Regions from separate parts of the Zea mays genome. Here region 2 is linked to region 1. The links are chromatin contacts, called in public Hi-C maps. All regions are on one chromosome and are shown on one strand. The core of a region is the stretch at or near the end of the contact, and the rest is flanking DNA. Distances in the headings are between cores, read along the strand shown.

Evidence for each region. Hi-C and Micro-C count contacts between places; a contact is called where the count stands out from the background.
Region 2: a Hi-C map of ear shows a contact between it and region 1, with 2.1 times the contacts expected there. The contact joins the promoter of LOC103653153 here to the promoter of LOC103653150 in region 1. A contact is called at or near these places in 3 of 25 Hi-C or Micro-C datasets (ear, leaf and leaf mesophyll).

Annotation. Positions count from the first base shown.
Region 1 is chr4:41,301,870-41,308,507 of Zm-B73-REFERENCE-NAM-5.0, reverse strand. LOC103653150 (U-box domain-containing protein 4) reads left to right here and starts at 4,968. Exons shown (of 5, transcript XM_008680112.4): 1 at 4,968-5,229; 2 at 5,956-6,230. The coding sequence starts at 5,961.
Region 2 is chr4:41,576,078-41,582,659 of Zm-B73-REFERENCE-NAM-5.0, reverse strand. LOC103653153 (serine/threonine-protein kinase-like protein CCR4) reads left to right here and starts at 2,938. Exons shown (of 1, transcript XM_008680115.3): 1 at 2,938-6,582. The coding sequence starts at 3,846. The coding sequence ends at 6,422. It overlaps LOC100192704 (DNA-binding bromodomain-containing protein), which reads left to right. Exons shown (of 8, transcript NM_001317179.1): 6 at 624-765; 7 at 1,378-1,686; 8 at 2,240-2,796. The coding sequence ends at 2,452.

The DNA.
Region 1 (6,638 bases), core at 3,719-6,218:
TATGTAAAAAGCCGAGTCTGTCCCTGATCGTCCTCTCGCCCTGTGCAGAGGCTCGGGGGCTGCTCTCGCAAAAACCGGCTCCGGCCAAATCGTTGACAGCGTCAACATACCAGCCCGAGAGCTTGGGCCCCGACCGTGCACCCGGGCTACGGCCAGTTCGCATGAGGGAACGACCAGACCAGCCGAAGCGTTAAGCGAAGTATTAAGACCTCGAAGGAGTGTAACCACTCCTCCGAGGCCTCGGGGGCTACACCCGGCGGGTGCGCTCGCGCGCACCCACCGGAACGAAATGCAACCGAGAAAGGCTGGTCCCCTTGCAAAAAAGTGCGACAAAAGCCTCCAAGCGAGTGCTAACACTCCCTTCGAGGCTCGGGGGCTACTGTCGGGGACCATAATTAGGGGTACCCTCAAGGCGCCTAATTCTCAGCTGGTAACCCCCATCAGCATAAAGCTGCAAAGGCCTGATGGGCACGATTAAGTCAGGGATCAGTCCACACGAGTGACTCGATCACGCTTCACCCGAGCCTAGCCTCGGCCAAAGGCAGCCGACCTCGAGAGACTTCCGTCTCGCCCGAGGCCCCCTTTTTATGGCGGACACATCACCGGCTCGCCCAAGGCCTTGGCTTCGCTCAGAAGCAACCTTGACTAAATCACCACACTAACTGACCAAATTGCAGGGGCATTTAACGCAAAGGTGGCCTGACACCTCTATCCTGACACGCGCCCCCGGCAGAGCCGAGGTGACCGCCGTCACTCCACCGCTCCACTGGCCAGTCTGACAGAAGGACAGCGCCGCCTGCGCCACTCCGACTGCAGTGCCACTCGACAGAGTGAGTCTGACAGGCAATCAGGCCTTGCCAAAGGCGCCACGGCGAACTCCGCTCCGCCCGACCCCAGGGCTCGGACTCGGGCTAAGACCCGGAAGACGGCGAACTCCGCTCCGCCCGACCCCAGGGCTCGGACTCGGGCTAAGACCCGGAAGACGGCGAACTCCGCTCCGCCCGACCCCAGGGCTCGGACTCGGGCTAAGACCCGGAAGACGACGAAACTCCGCCTCGCCCGACCCCAGGGCTCGGACTCCGCCCTGGCCTCGGCCGAACGACTTCCGCCTCGCCCGACCCCTTGGCTCGGGCTCGGCCACGGCAACAGAAGGCAGACTCAACCTCGGCTTCGGAGGAAACCCCACGTCGCCCTGCCTAGGGCACAGACCGCCACGTCAACAGGAGGCGCCATCATCATCCTACCCCGAATCGACTCGGGTCACGGAGAACAAGACCGGCGTCTCATCCGGCCAGCTCCGCCAGAGAGGCAATGATGGCGCTCCACAAGCTCTATGACGACGGCGGCCCCCAGCTCTCTTACGAAAGCAGGACAACGTCAGCAGGGACTCGACCGCTCCAACAGCTGTCCCTCCATCAGGCTCCGCCGCACCTCCGACAGCCACGACATCACGCCAGCAGGGTGCCCAAATCTCTCCGGCTGCCACATTGGCATGTACCTAGGGCGCTAGCTCTCCCTCCGCTAGACACGTAGCACTCTGCTACATCCCCATTGTACACCTGGATCCTCTCCTTACGACTATAAAAGGAAGGACCAGGGCCTTCTCAGAGAAGGTTGGCCGCGCGGGACCGAGGACGGGACAGGCGCTCTCTTGGGGCCGCTCGCTTCCCTCACCCGCGTGGACGCTTGTAACCCCCCTACTGCAAGCGCACCTGACCTGGGCGCGGGACGAACACGAAGGCCGCGGGACTTCCACCTCTCTCACGCTCGGCTCCGGCCACCTCGCCTCTCCCCCCTTCGCGCTCGCCCACGCGCTCGACCCATCTGGGCTGGGGCACGCAGCACACTCACTCGTCGGCTTAGGGACCCCCCTGTCTCGAAACGCCGACAATTAGGTTGATGTATAATACAAAGAGAATCGTTCTATTAGGCCCCTCTGTTTTTATAAATGCAGGAGCGTCTTAATAGAATACACATGTCCCTCTGTTTTTATAGATGCAGGAGCGTCTTAACAAGAAACTATGATTCTAGTAAGCAAGGTTGTGTCTCAATCGAGACATCAGGTCACAAGTATACGATGCTTCTACATATGTTGTTGCTTTAATGTAAATAATTATTTGTAAAAAAATTGGTGTTCCTTGTTATATACTATTAAATCAATGATAAGTTGGTGTCATTAACATATTTGGGACCATTAGAGGTGTTTTCTATTTCAATGCATAGATGGTCCTAAAAACTTTAATGCAATGTACTTACTTTCTAATGATTGGTGGAGAGAGACACAAGCACTTCTAGCACTGGGTTCCGCTTCCCCCGATTCTCCATCGATGAACGCATTAAGAACTCTTCTTTGTGTGATTGCGAAGGTGCATTTTTTTTTTGCACCCAAGGGTTCGCTTGAGTTTGAATGTGATAACAAGAACAAAGTAAGTGTATGTTTAATTTGTTTCTTTTGGTCCCTGGATTTGGCTATCCAGAATTAATAATATGTCCTTGTTTATAGCACATATATTGGAAGTGTCATTTTGGTGTCCTATTAGGTGAAGTCAAAGGAAAACGAGAGTTGGACTTAGACGTTCGAACATCCAATGACAAGAGAGGCTGGCGACGTGCTTCGTGTTCTTGTTGTGCCTACATGATTCATCCTTGTCATTTTGTTTGCCTTGCCCTCCGTTAATTTGCTGGACTTTATAAAAAGAAGAAGAAAAAGCAAATGTATAGCGACGTTGTGGCACCGTCGGCCACACGATGCATACATGCATGAACTGAACCGAACTGTATTGCATGGGCTTGATGAGTGATCGATGGAGCAGCACACCAAACGCTTGAACTAACCGCTAACAACCTGCATCTACGTACGTACTCCTGCATGCATGAGATAGTAGGAAGGAGCCGGTACTCCAGCAAGCATCATCGTCTACGCTGATCTGCCTGGCCTGTCCGGCCTGTCCTGCTGTGTGTGAGGGAGACGTACAGGTACTGTTTGTTCCTGCAGATATATAGATCCAACTGCCTCTGCTTTCAGAGCTAGCTAGCTTGCCAGCGTTGGTTTTGTCCCGCATCTGATCCATCCATCGTCCGTTGCTGATCATCAGCTCGTATATATATACAGTAGCTAGCAGCAGTTGGCTAGTAGGTATACTATACCTCTCCATTTGCATTAGTTGCCAACCTCCTCATCATTACAACAACAACAACAACAACAACAACAACAACAACAACAACAACAACAACAACAACAACAACAACAACAACAACAACTTCATCACCGTCAGTTTTGCTCGGCGTCGCTAAAAGTGGTGTTCGTCGTTACCATTTTACAAACCGGCGGTAAGAAGTAAACAAAAAGGTCACCACGCCCAAGTTTATCCAAGTTGTTGCAGGTCCGGCAAAGATGAAGAGTCTTAGAGCAACTTCATGTTGTTTATGTTCTTTCTCATGGATATACAATGCAAATAGATATCTTGGTGAGAAAAAAAACTATCTGCTTGATTTTTAATTAGGTATCTAGATATTTCTCGCTAGTCAAAGATAGAGCGCAACAGGATATGACAAGTATTTAGAGGATGAAAAGGTCGTATAGAAATCGATTTTCCAAATGGTTCTGCAGATGGTGATCTAGACAGTAAGTTTAAGAAATAAATCGTTTGATCCAGGCAGCTAATTAACTGTTAGTTACTGGTTGGGCTGTTAGCTACACATTTAGATTGATTCCTAAACAAGAATAAAGTTGGAAAATAAGAATAAGAAAACAAGAATATATATTCTACAAGGAACCCTTAACTTTCTCCTCTGGGCTGAAAAGCTGCATGCAGACAAGTTCATGTGCATGTCATTTTGTGCTAGCGAAGTAGCAATAGCATGCAGCAACAACTCTCTTTGTCTCTGTCGATCTGCCGGATAGAAAGCATGAACGGACAAACAGGCTATGCTGTGCACATCCTACATAATTAAGAATCTTCCTCTGTCCCATAACATCTTCACGTGAGAGCACCCCTGTTCACCAGCCAATCTTAGGATATTGGTTTCTCTGCCAAATGAAGGCAATCAACTAATCAAGCATGTTCATGGCAATCTCTCTGAACTGATAGAGGAACATGAATAAACACATGGTATAGGCATGCTCATGTGTGCCTTTCAAAAGGAGCCTACTTTGTACCCCCATAATTATATAGAATTTGCCATGTGCAAGAACATGGAATATTCTGCTGTTTGCATCCATATCTAGCTTACCCGTACTTCTGCATCATCGACACAACAACTAATGGCGATCCAAGGTTTAGAGACAAACCATGAAGCATACAAAAACATTTGGTAATGCCAGCCAGACTTGAAGCGAAACAATGATGGTTATGTTATATCCACAGAAATTAGTGTCTGATCGAGCCAATACAGTATGGAGGAGAAAGAGGAGAAAAAAAAGATGGTTTCATTCTTTTTTTTACTTATCATGTTTTAATTTAAAAATGAATTAGTGAGCAATAAATATTCGAAAATGAAGGTATTACTAAAAAAAATGGAAGGTGAAAGAAAAGCCACTGACGACTCCAATCTAGTAGGGTATAATAATAGTTCTAGTTTCCCCGTTGGTATGTACCAAAGTATTAGGACTTAGGAGCAAACTTCCTCACCAAGAGCTGAAGAGGCAGTAGACAGAGGTGGGCTTGAAGTTGTACAAGCACCGTTTACATTATTATTATTATTATTATTATTATTATTATTATTATTATTATTATTATTATTATTATTATTATTATTATTATTATTATTATTATTATTTTGCAAATAATAAAAATTAAAAGTATATTATTTAAAGTATATTACATGCTTAAATGATATACCATTAAAAATTAATAGTAATTTTTAATGAAATGACAGAGAGAGTATTAAAAATACATTATATTACTATATAATATGACACAATTATCGAGTATAGCTCCAGGTTGACTCGAGGGGACGATCAGCATCAGCACTAAAGTGACTTGTCAACGAAAAATAGAAGGAAAAAAAAGCGACGAGTCCTCCTCTGTCCATTCTCTCTCTTCTCTTCCTTCGTCGTCTCGTCGTCGGCTTCTCGCATCCGCCTCCGCCTCCGCCTCCGCCTCCGCTCCCCGCTGCGCGTCACCGGAGGAGAGGAGAGAAAGTGAGAGAGGGGATCCCTCCGACCCGATCCACCGACATAACCTCCGCCCCCTGGATCTCCTCCGTCCCCGCGCGACGCCAGGACAGGTCAGTCTCCACCTTCCCTCCTCTTCCCGCTTCCCCTCTATCCTGCCTGCCCGGTAGGGGCCTAGGGTTACTATTTTTCGCCGTCACCCGCGCAGCGCGGATCATCACCTCCCTTGCTTTTGCTTCCTCCCGCTCGCTCATTCCGGTCCATCCTAGCCTCCTAGGGTTCCCCCGACTCCCCAACTCCATTCAGGCGCAGCATTTGTCCCACTCCCTGCGTCCAGATAGATTGCTTCCTGGCTCCATGGGTTGCCTCCATCCCTGAAATGGCATGTCCTTACCGAGGAAGGTAGGAGTTCTCATTTCTCAAGACCCTTCTCTGTTCTCTCTAAGCCTCTTGTTTACAGTCTTATTATCTCCGGTGATCATGCATTCAAATCCTAGGCTAATTACGGTGCTATTCCACGTTCGGCCCCTGGCTGCCATTCCAGCAAAGTCAGCAACACCACTGCTGACTGTTGCCTCCTGCGATTGCGATATTGCCCTGCTCCAGCTTGCTACTGCCACATGTTCAACGTGAAATACCTTTTACATCCGCTGCTTGATTGCTGTCGGTTACCTACTTCCCGCCTTTTTGCGCTGCCGACATACAGGGGAACCGTAACGGCAATTCGACCTTTAGGACGTGCTGGTGAATCAGAAAGACCTAACTGGGTTTCAGACAACACATATGTTTGTCTTCCATTTTCGGTAGCTGTGAGTTCACATGTATGGGTTCTTGAACAGGGTTGATGGATAATCTCTCTCCAGCCACTCTGCTCAACAGTATCTCCTGTCTTGGCGCCCTAACATCTGATGTCTCTACTGCGAGACCCAAGCCTATTCACAAGTATTGCAAAAATGTATATGATATCTCAAGCATCGTGACCCCCCTTCTTGAAGATCTTTGCAAGTCTCCCGAAGAGCAACTCGATGAGGTCTTAAGAGACCTTGACACCGCTGTCAATGAAGCTTCAGGCCTTATTGGAAACTGGCACCAGACAACCAGCAAAATGTATTTCGTAAGTGCATAGGACTATACAAGTCAAGATACTCACTTCTCACTTCTTCATTCCACTTTCCATATATTATATGTCTTAGACAGTTAGACTTATGCTACCCAAGGAAAACCAGTCTGTTGTTTTTATCAGCAGTGCATCTTTTCCAGTTATTACTAGGAAGCTGATTCTCTTTTGATTCTTTTATGATAAAATTCTGTAATCTGTATAATACATGCATCCACTAGATACAAATGTTTTGCATTTACGATTTATTGGTTAGTAAAACTATTTAACCCTATTATACTCCCTGTCTCTTTTTTTCTTGTTGACTAGCATTTACACTAACAAGATAAGGCATTAGGCTGACGCTATCATCTTAAATTCTTAATGAGTTGAACTTTCGGTCCATTGTAACTTCTTAGCTCTTGT
Region 2 (6,582 bases), core at 1,689-4,188, 280 kb before region 1:
AAATCGTCCACCTCTTCAGGTTCAGGGTCTTTCAGTGCTGTTCCATTTCCATGTCTGATATTGTATCAATTAAACGTGTTACATAGCTAGTCTATTGTCTCTGAAAAGAGTATTGATTTAGACCTTCACTACTCAACACTAAGATCATGTATATTTATTCCTCTTAGAAACACTCAGACTGAGTCACTGAGCTCACCAGTGGACAATCACCTATGACCTATCGTACTGTGTGTTTTAAAGCCCACAATCTACAGCGTCAGAACAGTGTTTTGCACGCCAACTTATTCGTGCTGGTGACCTCAGTCTCAGGGGCAGAGCTTGGTTAAGGCCAAAGTGGGCTATTGCCTCCCCTGCCAATGCAATTTTCCACTAGTTAAACAGTGAAATCGATACTGTTCATTGTTGTTTAATTTAGAGTTCTATGAACTGCTCCCCTTTATTTCTATGGTCAAGCTCCGCCACTGGAAACACTGAATTTTTCCGATGATGGTTCCTTTGAAAGTTGGAATGGACCTGTAATGCTTTAGAAGATGTTTATTGTTTTTTTCTTTTCTTTAGGAGAATTAGTAGGAGGGCCATATTGACTATATTGTTTAGCGTTCTTACATGATGTTTGACTGCAGGAACGATCGCCATAAAAGTGACTGCATATGTGCTGTTTGTCAAGTTACAAGGCGTAAGAAAGAAAGGGATGAAATAGTGGCTGTTATAGATAATGAAACTGCTGCAATGGATAGTAACCCTTCTGAGCAGCATGACATGGAGGTTAGCTTGAACATCTACATCATTTTATTTCTGTTGTTATGCTTTTTGGTCAAGGGGTCTTCCCAAATGCGCTTTAATTTTATTTCTCCATGTTTCTGTTGCCATTTTGGTGTTCTGGAAGACTCATATGACACTTCTTTCAATTGAACAACCATGCCTCTGTTATCTGCAACTCTTTGTCGTTAACATCAAAGTAGTATACTCATATTACAATGTCTCCGTTTGAATAATGGCACTCTTGTTTCTGCAATTTTCTGTTTCTGGAAAACTCGACCAACCTAGGAGGAACTAGGTGTCTTTTTAATTAAGAAGAAATAGGCACCCAAATTCTCCAATTTTCTATTTCTATCTTTCTGAAATCTGAACATCAAAGTAATGCTTAGTTGCTTACATATCAAGATGATGTTGGGTATATATTACATCTGCTTGAATCATTCCAAGTATCAATTTTGGCTTTTCTCACTGTATACTTAGTCATGGCACAATCAATGTTTTTTTTACTCTCTATACTACATGTTGTGATGTTCTTATTCTCCGAGCGTAAAGGACTAGAGGTGTTTTCAAGCACGCAGGTTGTATTCACCTTGAACTAATATATGTTTTGCTTGTCAGGGAAACTCTGGTGCTAATAATATTGGTAATCATGACACTTGCTCTAGCCAGGAGCAGCCGTCACAAACTTATGTGTACAAAGAGGCATCAGAAGCAAACGATTCTGAGATTCAGATGGAAGATGTTGGAAAGTTGTCCGTTGATCAGACATCTAGTTTGGTGCTTCTTGACTATGAAGACGAGGGTTCCAGACAATATTTGGTGGAAAAAGGACAGACTGAGTATAGAGATATGAACAGTAACGAAGAGCACACCCCCACTGGCATTCAGCCTAACGAGTACTCTGATGTTGAGCATCACCAGCAAAAGGTAACTATAGCCAGACTTTCAGGACAGCCTCAGAATTTTGTTTCCATGTGTATGTTGCCATTCTTAGGGCTTGTTCGGTTATTCCCAATACACATGGATTGGATGGGATTGGAAAAAATTGTGAAGAAGTTTGAGCTGTTTGGGATTCAAACCCATCCAATCCCGCTCAATCCATATGGATTGAGAGCTAACCGAACAAGCCCTTACTTGATAATATGCTAGGATTAGTACAGGAAAAAAAAGGTTCTATATAAGCTATATTGCTTAGTGGTTGGGATCTTTTGATTCACAGTTTGACTTCATTCCTCATCTTGTCCTATGTCTGCTCGAGTGTCACCTGGGCAATCTGGTTTTGGTCCCACTGACATGCCCTGTTGTCGGTACACCTGTTAGTGGCTTACTGTCTCTGTGCTGTTTCTCTTTGTTATGACCCGCACATCTTATGTAGTAGTGCCAGAGGCAACAACTACAGTGGGCACAAAGTCATTGTTGCATGCCGGCTATGAATCTATGGAAAAAGGTAAAGCTCAGCTTTTGTGTCGTGTCATCACAGGGGCAGACAGAGACCACCAGCCAAGAGATTGAAATGGAGGACTATCCTATTCAGCAGGAGAACCCTTTATTCCTGCAACTCCGTGCGAGCCTCTTCCCCAGCAACTGGAGCAGCACTTTCAGGGGGCGACATTCCCTGTTCCGTCCGCGACGCCGAGCCCCGGTGAAGGCGAGCCCTCTGCATGTAGCCATGGCGGCAATAATGAAGCGGTAGGTATTTCTGGGAGCCTGGTTTTTCTGTGAAGTGAAGCTCCAGGTAGGTAGCGGCGCTGACTTTGGCAAAAGCTGTACCCCTCAAGACATGGAAGCAGGTTGGAATGCTGAGGCTGATTAGTAGTTTATACATACATGTGGGTGCGAGATTAGTTTGAGGCGTGCTCCCATCTCTGTAGGCGGCATATGGATTCAGAATTCTGTTTGATTTTTATTTTATTTTATTTTATGTGGGGGGTAATTGTGATAGCCACATGTTGGTCCATTTGCTTGCCGCCCTGGAATAGGGCTCTTGGTCTGACGAAACACCCTCCCATATAATTTGATGATCTGAAGGGTTTGTTTATTGTCTGGGCAAATTCTTCTCCCCAACTGCCCACCTGACCAGAGAGAGGAAAAAGAAAAGAGATGCTCTTCGCCCCAACAGAAGATCAGACTGGGATACATACATGATTGATGATTCGGACTTGAATATTTGCTCTGACATTCTGGAATCAGTTGTGCTGTAGACCTGTCACCTACCTCTGTGAGGAGGTTCCTTGAGACTAGTAGTGCATTATACTATGATGGTATGAATGGCGGTATGCATGTGCCGCACAGTGAAGAGGAAATCTGCGGCATCGCCATTCTTGAAGGGTGTTTTAAGCATCCCGGGCAATCTAATCTTTGCTGAATGACTTTTGGCAGTACAAGGTGGTTCCCTTCTTGAGTAAGTGAGCTGTAAACCTAACCAACCTCGAGTCGAGTGTACTGCAGGCAAGTAGCAGGAGTACGAAAGCTGCAAAACCTTTCTAACCCAAAAGACCATGCATGTGTGTGGATGTGTCTAACAAGTCCTTCCCCTAGGTTTCCTTGGTCGGTTGATGACACGAGAATGAGTGGATGGAAGAAGAGTACAATCGTAGAAAGAATGGGAGGGATGAAATCCGTGTTGATCCAGAAACTGACTGGCTGCTGGCAGACAAAAATCGAGAGCATCAGCAGGGATCTCTTCTCCATTGACACTTGAATCTGAAATGGACCAAGTCAAGTCTACCAAACCAACCCCTCATCTCTGGAGCCTGTGGAGCAGCAGCTTCTTGCTTGTTTTTTTATATATTATTGTAACTAAAGAAAGAAAGAACGAAGGGGGGGGGGGGGGGGGGGGGGGGGAAGAGAGAAATATATTTGTTTTTTTTAAAAGAAAACTCCACGCAAACGCGTTTCTTTCCCTCCATGGGCGCGCGCTCACCTACTAGAAACAAACAAAAAGCGAAAATCCAAGCGAAGCCAAGGCACCCACTCGATTGTCGATTCCCGATCTCTCCTCCCCTCGCGTACCGTAGCAGTCCAGCGCGGCAGGGCCGGGGCAAGCAACGGCAACCTCGCGCGCTCATGTCGTCTCCTCCCTCCGGATGCCAATGTCTAGCCATGCCCACGCCGGCCACCGCCGTCTTTTCCTCCTGACGAGCACGAGCACGAGTCTTGCTTTCGTCGCCGCCGTCCTCCTCCTGATCGTCGACGCGTGCGCGGCGTCGCGGCAGTTCTCCACGGTCGCCATCTCCCACGCGCCCAACGCCACGCTCGTCTGCGCGCTCGTCACCAGCGCCGATGACGCGGGAGCGGGGCCACCAGGCTCTTCCAAGCTGCGCTGCACCTCGCTCCCCGACGGCCAGCAGTTCGTCTACCCCTCCGCTGACATCCCCTACAACGCCATCGCCGCCGGGACCGACTTCCTGTGCGGCCTCATGGCGCCGCTCGGCGGCCACGCCGCCATGCGCTGGTGGTCCTTCTCCGAGGAGTTCGCGGCCAACCGCTCCCGCCCCGTCGGCCGCCGCCTCTACTGGGGCCCCTCGCTTCGCTCGCTCAGCGCCGGCGGCTCCCACGCCTGCGGCCTCTCCGACGACCACGGCCCCAGCTGCTGGGAGTGGCCGCGCCTCGCCCTCCCGAAAGGCCTCGACTTCTCCCGCATCGCGCTGGGCCACGACTTCCTCTGCGGCATCGACAAGCTCGATAACACCAGCATGAGCTGCTTCGGCGCCATGACCGCGCCGTCGCTGGCTCCCGCCCCCGCGGCCTTCGCGACCATCGCCGCCGGCCACCGCCACGCCTGCGCCGTCGACGCAGAGGGTGGATTCGGCTGCTGGGGCGACGACGACGGCGACGTCCCCAACGTGCCGGCACACGAGCTGCCGGCCGACATGCTGGCCATGGCACTCGGCAACGGCTCCACCTGCATCCTCTCCGGCATCGGCAGGGTCCAGTGCTGGGGCGCCGTCCAGGTGCCGGACCAGTACCGGAACGCGGACTTCCTGGCCATCGAGGCCGACGGGGGCGCGGTGTGCGGCATCCTCAGGAGCAACTACTCCGTCGCGTGCTGGGGGAGGACCGACAGATTCGGCACCGGCGGTAGCCTGGTCTACAACAGCACCATGCCCGGCGCCTGCACGCACAAGAAGAGCTGCCCCTGCGACATCATCTCCGGCTCCGGCGCGCTCTGTGGCAGCGGCGGCTCCGAGGGCGGCGAGGAGCTCGCCGTCTGCCAAGCCTGCGCGGTGCGGCTGAACGCTTCTAGGCTCCTCATCACCAACGGTAGGGAGCGATCGGCAGCCGGAGACGACGACAGCGGGAAGAGGAAGGCCAGGACCCTGGCCGTCGCGCTCAGCGTGGGCGGCGCCGGCGCCGCGGTGCTCGCGGCGGCTGCGGTGGCGCTGTACCTCGTGTCGTACAGGAAGCGGGACAACAAGAAGACGCTGACGCTGCGTCTCGGGGAGTCGTCGTCCCGGCGGCTGTGCCGCGATGTGGAGGCCACGGCCATGCCGGCGCCGCCGGTCCCGCCGCTCGGATGCGAGGAGTTCACGCTTCGTGACCTGTCGCGCGTCACCGACGGCTTCTCGGAGGAGAAGAAGATCGGGAGCGGCAGCTTCGGGTCGGTGTACCGCGCCAGGCTCCCCGACGGGCGCGAGGTGGCGATCAAGCGCGCGGAGCGCAGCGGCAGCGGTGGGCGGCGGCGCCGCCGCTTCGACGCGGAGCGCGCGTTCCGTGCGGAGCTGCGGCTGCTGTCGCGGGTGAACCACCGCAACCTGGTGCAGCTGCTGGGTTTCTGCGAGGAGCGCGGCGAGCGCATCCTGGTGTTCGAGTTCATGCCCCACGGCGCGCTCCACGACCACCTCCACGGCAGCGGGCGGCGCAACGACGTCGGCGGGTACTCGCCGCTGTTCGCGTCGTGGGAGACGCGGCTCCGGGTGGCGCTGGACGCGGCGCGCGGCGTGGAGTACCTGCATTGCTACGCCGTGCCAGCCATCATACACCGCGACGTGAAGCCCTCCAACATCCTGCTCGACGGCGACTGGACGGCCAAGGTGTCCGACTTCGGGCTGTCCCTGGCCAGCGGCGGCACGGGCGCCGCCGCGTCGCCGGCGTCCGCCACGGCCGGCACGGTGGGGTACATCGACCCGGAGTACTACCGGCTGCAGGAACTGACGGAGCGCAGCGACGTGTACAGCTTCGGCGTGGTGCTGCTGGAGCTGGTCACCGGCCGCAAGGCCATCCATCGGACGAACCAGGACGGCAGCGGGTCCCCCCGGAACGTGGTCGAGTTCGCCGTGCCGGCGGTCGAGGCGGGCAGCGTCACAAAGATCCTGGACGAGCGCGTGCCGCCGCCGCGCGGGCACGAGGTGGAGGCGGTGGCGCGCGTCGCCAAGATCGCCTCGGAGTGCGTCCGACCACGGGGGCGCGCGAGGCCGATCATGTCTGAGGTGGTGGCGGAGCTGGAGTGGGCCGTCACCCTGTGCGAGGAGTCCGTCGTGGCCGCCGCCGGACACAACAGCTCCCGGCACGGCGGCTCCGACCTGTCGCGTTCGCGTTCGCGCTCCGAGTCCGACGACCCGAGCCCGTTCCACACACGCGAGCTCGGCTTCGGCTTCGGCTTCGGTCTCGGCCTCGGCTCGAGCCGACCCGTCACCCATGGCAGGTCTCACTCAACGATGTAAAATATCACGGGGTTTTTTTTTGTCTCTTCTCTTTTTACTTTTTCACGGTTGGTATACATACATAGACTGCATTAGTTGATGTCCATAAAACGGTTAATTTTCAAAAGAAGAAAGAAACAGAAAATAACAGAGAGGGAAAGAAGTTCTTCAGATGCATCCT